Linked DNA regions of Drosophila melanogaster: region 1 is linked to region 2. Evidence: chromatin contacts called from public Hi-C data. All regions are on one chromosome and are shown on one strand. The core of a region is the stretch at or near the end of the contact, and the rest is flanking DNA. Distances in the headings are between cores, read along the strand shown.

The links. A called contact is a pair of places that touch in the nucleus more often than the background predicts.
Region 1: a Hi-C map of the Kc167 cell line shows a contact between it and region 2, with 2.0 times the contacts expected there. The contact joins the promoter of Xrp1 here to the promoter of Ns1 in region 2. A contact is called at or near these places in 5 of 107 Hi-C or Micro-C datasets (the Kc167 cell line, embryo, eye imaginal disc and 1 more).

The regions. Positions count from the first base shown.
Region 1 is chr3R:18,913,043-18,916,968 of dm6, reverse strand. It overlaps Xrp1 (Xrp1,), which reads right to left and starts at 2,001. Exons shown (of 5, transcript NM_142504.4): 1 at 1,044-2,001.
Region 2 is chr3R:17,070,890-17,074,572 of dm6, reverse strand. It overlaps Ns1 (Nucleostemin 1), which reads left to right and starts at 1,898. Exons shown (of 5, transcript NM_169742.3): 1 at 1,898-1,991; 2 at 2,056-2,941; 3 at 3,004-3,254; 4 at 3,318-3,683. The coding sequence starts at 1,970. mRpS11 (mitochondrial ribosomal protein S11) reads right to left here and starts at 1,841. Exons shown (of 5, transcript NM_079658.4): 1 at 1,579-1,841; 2 at 1,390-1,520; 3 at 1,235-1,335; 4 at 1,006-1,071; 5 at 778-945. The coding sequence starts at 1,775. The coding sequence ends at 838. It overlaps Keap1 (Keap1,), which reads left to right. Exons shown (of 6, transcript NM_176508.3): 6 at 1-631. The coding sequence ends at 235.

The DNA of each region.
Region 1 (3,926 bases), core at 752-3,251, 1.8 Mb before region 2:
TAAAGCGCAAAATGAGCTTCAGCGGTTGGCAAAAACTGTCATCATGTGATATTTGTAATGGGCCTGATCTGCAGACACAAATACAATATAACCAAGGGGGGGGGGGGTCATTTTGATTATTTGCCCACGTCCTCTGATTTTAGCCCCCAAAGCTGAGGAGCTTAAATGCCAGTCCACATATGCGTGCAAAAATATGTGACTTTCAAACGACAATCTTGCGCAGCGCACCGACTGGCACGAGCTCTTGGAATATCGAAGACGACCATCAACAATGGACGCCCTCAGTTGGCAAATTAACAAAATAAATGGCCAACACGTAGCGATTCGTTCAATCTTTTCACGATGAGTGCGCATTTTTCGATTCCACGAAATGGGAATGGAAAGGTAGGGCGTTTTGCATGTGTAGATGAATAGCAATTGATCTACAAAGCCCCTTCCTTGTTCGATTTGATTATCTTATCTTATCACTTTTATCTGAAACGTGATCTACATATGTACATACAATATAGTGTGGTGGTAGCTAAAAGTGTATGACTAAGTTTAAAGTGATTTTTTGCAACAAGCAGTTGTCTGGCATATCCAAAAATGTGTTTTTTTAAGCTGTTTCGGTGTGCTCAGTCTCTAAAGTTTTAAATTAGTAAAGCCAAAGATTTTTGTATCTTCCCTACCATATATGCATGAATGTCTGTAACTCAACAGGTCACCATTATTAATTATTTAGTAATCATCCTAAAGATACAAAATTTAAGACTAGTTACTTAACTAATAATATAGAATAAGATATAAGACAGAATCCGGTTTAGAAACCCCATATAAATTTATTATTTTAAGCGTCACGTTTTCACATGTAATCAAAACACCTATCAAAACAACGCCCTACAAAAGTTCACGATTACTATAGGCCTATAGGTAGGTGGCCTCATCTATCTATGTATACTCGACGTGAAGTGTACCCAGTGTCAATGACACCGCCAGCAACAAAGTTGTGGCAACAAATGTTGCTGGCTTTGGGAAAATGAGAAATGTGGCCAGTAGTTGCTTACCCTCCATCATGTTGCTGCCACGTTGAGCAGGTTCCAATGATGACGGCACTAATATGATCTTGATCCTTGTTGCTCCTTATCTCCGGTGACTATTTGACTTATTCGAATCGGTTTCAAAAGAAAGTGCGGCGACTAAAGCGACGGCGGTTAAAGTCACGCTTCTTTCGTAGCAACTTGGAGCGTCGTAGGATCTTAGTGCCCGTAGTGCCACCAGTGCCGGTGCCGATCGTGGAGGTCTCGATATTGATTGAATTGTTGCAATAAAACTTATTGTTATGCCAGCCGCGCATACGCATACACATAAAGTTGTTGAGCATGGGAACCTGCTGCTGCGAATGTTGCACACACATGAAGACAACGACAGGCGAATGTTGCATGACGTTCTTAGGCGACGCGATGTTGGATTTCCCGCTTTTTCTCGACACTGCTGTTGCTGTTAGTGTTGCACCAACCGCAGGCAGAACGAACATAATATTGGGGCAAAATGCCTTTGAAGTGTTTTTCTCTTTTTTTTTCTTTTTTTTTTTTGGTACGGTCAGCTGTTGCTTCAGTGATACCACTTGTGTAGATCGGGCGTATGCTTAATGTACTCGTCAAGTGTTCGTGTTCACAAGCGCTTATCTATATAGCATCTAGATACAACTGTTATCTGAGATACCGAGATACGAAGTATATATAGAAATTGTTTGTTTAATTTTCGCCAATTTATTGCGTCTCTCGCAAATGTTTTTCAGGCTGTTAATCACTCTGAACTTTGCACTCAAAGTTGAGTTTATCTGGTACGTTTTACACGAAAAGAAATTACTGTTCTATGAATAGGATATCTTTGTAACGAGGTTCAGCGTTTGATGCCATTAAGATGGGATTCTAAAACACGTATCGAAAATTTCACAAATTCCACGCTGATTTGCACACCGAAAGCTCTGTCGTTTGCCTTGACTCACTGAATTGTTGTTCTGTTCGCGACGAAGTATTGTTACTAACTGACTCAACTGCGAGCACTGGACGGCAGCCGCTGGCCGGGGTTGATATAATTTTGCTGACGTCGTTGCCGGTTTCATTCACCGCTCCGTCCATATACCCTTTCCCCACCACCAATATATATTCACATATATTCACACACACGCGCTCTCTCAGCTGCTGTGTCTATTTTCTATGGCCGTGCCCCCAAAACATTTCCACGCGGGGATCTTTTTCTCTCATTATTTTTGTGATGCGGAGGATGGGCCACTCGGATAAGTGGGTGCCTCTACTTCTTAGATACTACTCTACTCTAAAACCCTTAGCTGGTTGAAAGCAGCTGAAAAAGGTGTAAACAATGCATTAGCATCAACTGATTTAAGTTCTGAAAAAAAAAAATTTCCATGTGCTATTAACTTGAGGCAAAGTATTACATACAACACAGTTAAGTTAATATAACAAAAAATATATATATTTTCAATAAACTGTGCAAAACGCAGACAGATTATTCATAGCCGTTCATATTATTTGGCTAGCGACAGTCTGAAAATTGCACAGATAGCATTTCGGTCTAAATTGGCTACAATAGATAAGAGAAGCTAAAAAAAAAGAATAAATTTTACTCTGCACCCAGATAATTTAGAAACGTAGATATTAAGGTTGTAAGTAATAGCAACTATGTTTGCTCACAAAGGGTTAATAAACTGGTATTTAATAAAAAGCCGCGAAACTTAAGTATAGTTCAATACTTTGCGTATTTTTTCGCGCCTAAATATTCATTTATATTCATATGATCATTCACAGGATTTTTAATGTAAATGTAAGTATTTATGGTTACATATGTCACCTATGTCCGCTCCAAAAGGTATAGGGCAACTGGTTTGGCAGCCTGCCATGCAGCAACAACAAACAATACAGATTCGCACTCTTTCTCTCCACGTGAGTGAAACTCTCTCTCGCTGGTTGAGATTGGCTGATGCAACACTTGCCACACGTTGCAACAGCTGTTTTAGTCTGGCCCAGCTGATTCGTATTGTTGGCTTGTTGCCAGAGACTGCGAAAATCTCTTGGCAACATGTTGCCACAACTTTTGGAAAACTCATAGTGTTGTTAAACATGTTGGGCGAAATTTTCACACCGGTGCAGGGCAAAAAGGGGGTGGCTTAAACTGTAGCTGGCTGGCTGGCTTAAATTAGCCGGCCGATGATTCATTTTGGGGGTTGTCCACTTACATAAGATGAGCTCACCCAATGTGAAAACTCTTTAGTCGCTGGAAGAAACTGCGCATTTCGACACAGAAAAGCCTAAACAAGCAGAACGAACATTTGTTTTGTAGATTTATAATTTTTCAAAACATACAATCGCATTGCACTTTGCGATTGGCCTTGACACCCTGACGTGGTTCCATTTGGCGACACTGTTCCTGCTTTTATCTTCTCCATGGCGCAAGATAAAATCAGAAAGTACAACGTGTTGATCACCTAATGGCCAGAGTCATGCAAACCAAACTCTTGGTGATTTAAATCTATTTCCATGTCTGTCACAAAAGAATACTGCTTATTATTATATGGCGGGTTATAATTTACCAAAGTACACAAAATGTTACAATACAATACAGTTGAATATATACTAGTTAAATGTACATATGTTTTATAACAGCTCATTGGCTGTGTTTTAATGGTTTATAAATGTAAAGTGTTTTTAAAGCATTTTAAATTTCAAATGAAACATTTTTTTTGTGGAAGTGCTGTTTTTTATACTGTTCAGATATATCTCACTGATATTTATGATGATTCTTTAATCGTATGACTGTACAGTACCCTCACACTTTAGTTCTCTGTATGGTGTGTTGACTGTAGTCAAACCGCTCCCAAAGAAAGTCGGGCAAAGTGAATGTACCTAGGCGCGCTCCCGCTGAGCATT
Region 2 (3,683 bases), core at 649-3,148:
AATTCCCGCCATTAGATCCGAGGAGCTAGTCAATCCAAACTGTCCTTGGTCCAGAATGCAGGAAAGATTTCGAAGAACTCCACCAGCGTCTTTCACAGATGATGAGAGAAATGCTAATGATATGCGGCATAAATTAAAAAAAGCACAAAAAGAATGTTTATTTAGCACAGCAGCGAAAGTTTTTCACCATCACATCGAAGGTCGCCTGCGAAAACTCACGAGCGCAGCCACATGACAATACGAATCCGAGCCTCACGCTTAGCCTCAACCAAAAACATCATTCATTGTACAAAGCCTGATCGTATCCCCTAGAATTCCATGTTGAGAAGCAGCATTCCATTGTAATATTACTTACTAGTGTGTTCGCTAGGTGATAATTAGTCAAACCGTTTTTATGGCATCCATAACATAACTGGCGCTCGTCAGCCCATTTTAAAAAGATTGATTAGGGTTAATAGTTGATTAGTGGGAGGAAAGTTCGTATTTTACGTATTTTGTAGGTATCCAAACTGATAGATTGCGTATTGTACTTTTTTTAACGTAGGATAAGAAGAGGAATTATGCGCATCCAAAATAGGTTTTAAGAAAAGAAAGCAAATAATTTAAGAAAAATAAAACAAACATATTTTACAAAGTTATTTAATCTTTTTGCTATTAATCTTGTGCAAACCTTTGGCCGTGGCAACAAAAAGGCCATATTCAAATATCTTCCTAATAAAACTCACCGTGACAGTGCTATTTATTCCATTAGAAAGATAAACTGTTGTTTTCGTATTTGTTTGTAAACGACTATTTGTGTATTTTGCTTTTAAACAAGTTGTCTTAACAAGTTGCACATTAAAGACTTCTCTGCTTTCGGGGTCTTGGAGGATTGAAGGAAACATGTGTGTTGTCGGTAATGGAAACGATGTTCAGCCCACCCATTTGCAGTCCTTTGATGGCCGACTGAATCAAAACATTTAATTATTTTTAAGTGACATGAGAGACAAAAAGTATTGAACATACCATTCTTCCAGGGCCAAGACCACGAACCTTTACTCGCACTGTCTTCCAGCCCAATTCAATGGCTTTCTGAAATACAATTTAAGTTTTTTGTTTTAAATGATTCTATGCCCATATTATACTATTCAAATGCATATATGGTATACAACTATAATGGAGATTATCTCGATGTTCTATGTAGTTTTTGACCATCCTACTTTGGTAAAACCTGTTTCTTGTGGAAATGACTTACTCCACTAATGGTAACCGCTGTAGCTTGAGCTGCTATGTTGGTTCCCTTGCGAGTGTTTTTGAATCCCTCAATTCCACAGGATCGTATCAGCCGGAGGACTCCTGGAAAGAGGGATACTTTAGATCACAGTTAGAGTAACGTTCCAGATGACCCACCTTTGTGATCCGTGACGGAAATAATTGTGTTGTTGGGTGAAACGCGAATGTTGCAGATGGGCAGCTCGTTGAAGGGTATTCCATTGAATAACGTGTTGGCGGTGCTGGCATCCGGGAAAAACTTAGCCTTGCTAAATGGAAAATTAATTGAATTCAAGACTATTTACAAATGTAAAATTGAATTCCAACCGGTTGATAAGTGTGTCGATGTCCACGGTCTTTTCGCCCACGGTTCCTTCGTCTTTGGCCGGTAAAGATGCCAGCATTTCCTTGCGGTCCTCCGCCTTCCGCCAGCAAGCGCTCGTGTGTATCCTAGAAGTCTGGAGCGGCACAGCGGGCATAGTAATACTCCGAAGAGCACTTAGAAATACACTTTTCAGTGACATTATTAATTTACTTCGCAGAGGGTTCACAAAAACCAAATTACATCACACTGCCAGTCTGGCAACACTGGCAGTGTTGGCTAGCACGCCACAACAAGTGGCCACGCTTCGTGGTGACTGACAAAAAGTCAAGAAGAAGACTATTTTCACGTGTTCTTGTTTTAAGTTGGTTTTGATTCCGGTTATCCTCGTGTAAAATGGCTTTAAAAAGGTTGAAGAGTAAGTAATAGTATATATGTATATACATTAAATGAAGCTCTACATCTATTGTCAAAATCCACAGCCAAGAAATCCAAGAGGCTCACCGGTCGCTTGAAGCACAAGATCGAAAAGAAGGTGCGGGACCACAACAAAAAGGAACGTCGCGCAGCCAAGAAGAATCCAAAGAAGGGTAGCAAGAAACAGAAGCTCATCCAGATCCCAAACATCTGTCCCTTCAAGGATGACATCCTCAAGGAGGTGGAGGAGGCCAAGCAACGTCAGGAGGCCGAACGTTTGGCTCGCCGCGAAGCCTTTAAGGCGGAACGCGAACAGAACAAGTTCAAGACGCTGGAGTCCATGGTCGAGGATGCAGACATGCGGAGCACCGTGCACGGAATAATGCACGAAAACGATGCCCAGGATCAGGACGAAAAGAAGTACAAGAACGCCGTGACCAAAGAGCAGTCATTGAAGCAGTACTTCAAGGAATTCCGCAAGGTGATAGAAAATGCCGACGTTGTCCTGGAGGTGGTTGATGCACGTGACCCCCTGGGAACCCGCTGCAATGAGGTTGAGCGCGCCGTTCGCGGTGCTCCGGGCAACAAGCGACTGGTCCTGGTGCTCAACAAAGCCGACCTGGTGCCGCGAGAGAATCTGAACAACTGGATCAAGTACTTCCGTCGCAGCGGACCTGTCACCGCCTTCAAGGCTTCCACACAGGATCAGGCCAACCGGCTGGGACGCCGCAAACTCCGCGAAATGAAAACCGAGAAGGCTATGCAGGGTTCTGTCTGCATTGGCGCTGAGTTGCTTATGTCCATGCTGGGCAACTACTGCCGCAACAAGGGCATCAAGACCTCGATTCGCGTTGGCGTCGTTGGAATTCCTAATGTAGGCAAGAGCTCCATCATAAACTCGTTGACCCGCGGCCGGTCCTGCATGGTGGGCAGCACGCCAGGAGTGACCAAGTAAGTTCATATTTATCCTTTATAGTACCTCGAACTTATACGATATATATTTATTTTTGCAGATCAATGCAAGAAGTAGAACTGGATTCGAAAATCAAACTGATCGATTGTCCTGGAATCGTATTTACCAGCGGAGGTGAAAACTCGCATGCAGTTCTGAAGAATGCACAGCGTGTGGGCGATGTAAAGGATCCTTTCACCATTGCCGAGAGCGTATTGAAGCGTGCCAGCAAGGAATACTTCTGTACGATGTACGATATTACAAACTACGACACATTTGAGGAATTCTTCGCCAAAAAGGCAGCCAGAATGGGTGAGTACTATGAATGCTTACTGCTGTACATGATAATAATCCATTTCTTTACCTTAATTATAGGCAAATTTCTAAAGAAGGGAGTGCCAGATGTTGTGGCTGCAGCAAGAAGCGTTCTCAACGATTGGAACACGGGCAAAATTAAATACTGCACACAGCCTCCGGAAGTTCAGGAAGGGCAAAGTGTGCATATAAGTGCCTCGATAGTACACTCAGAGGCTCGCGAATTTGATGTGGAGAACTTTGAGTCCATGGAGACGGAAATCTTAGAGCATTGCGCCGTGAAAACGGATGACATTATGGAGATAACGTCTACGGGGCCTTTAGAGATTCGACAGCCGCGTGAGGAAGCCGAACCTGCAGATAAAATAACTGCCAGTTTGGTAATAGACGAGAAGGAAAAGCCCGCAAAGGGTCGCAAACGAAAAC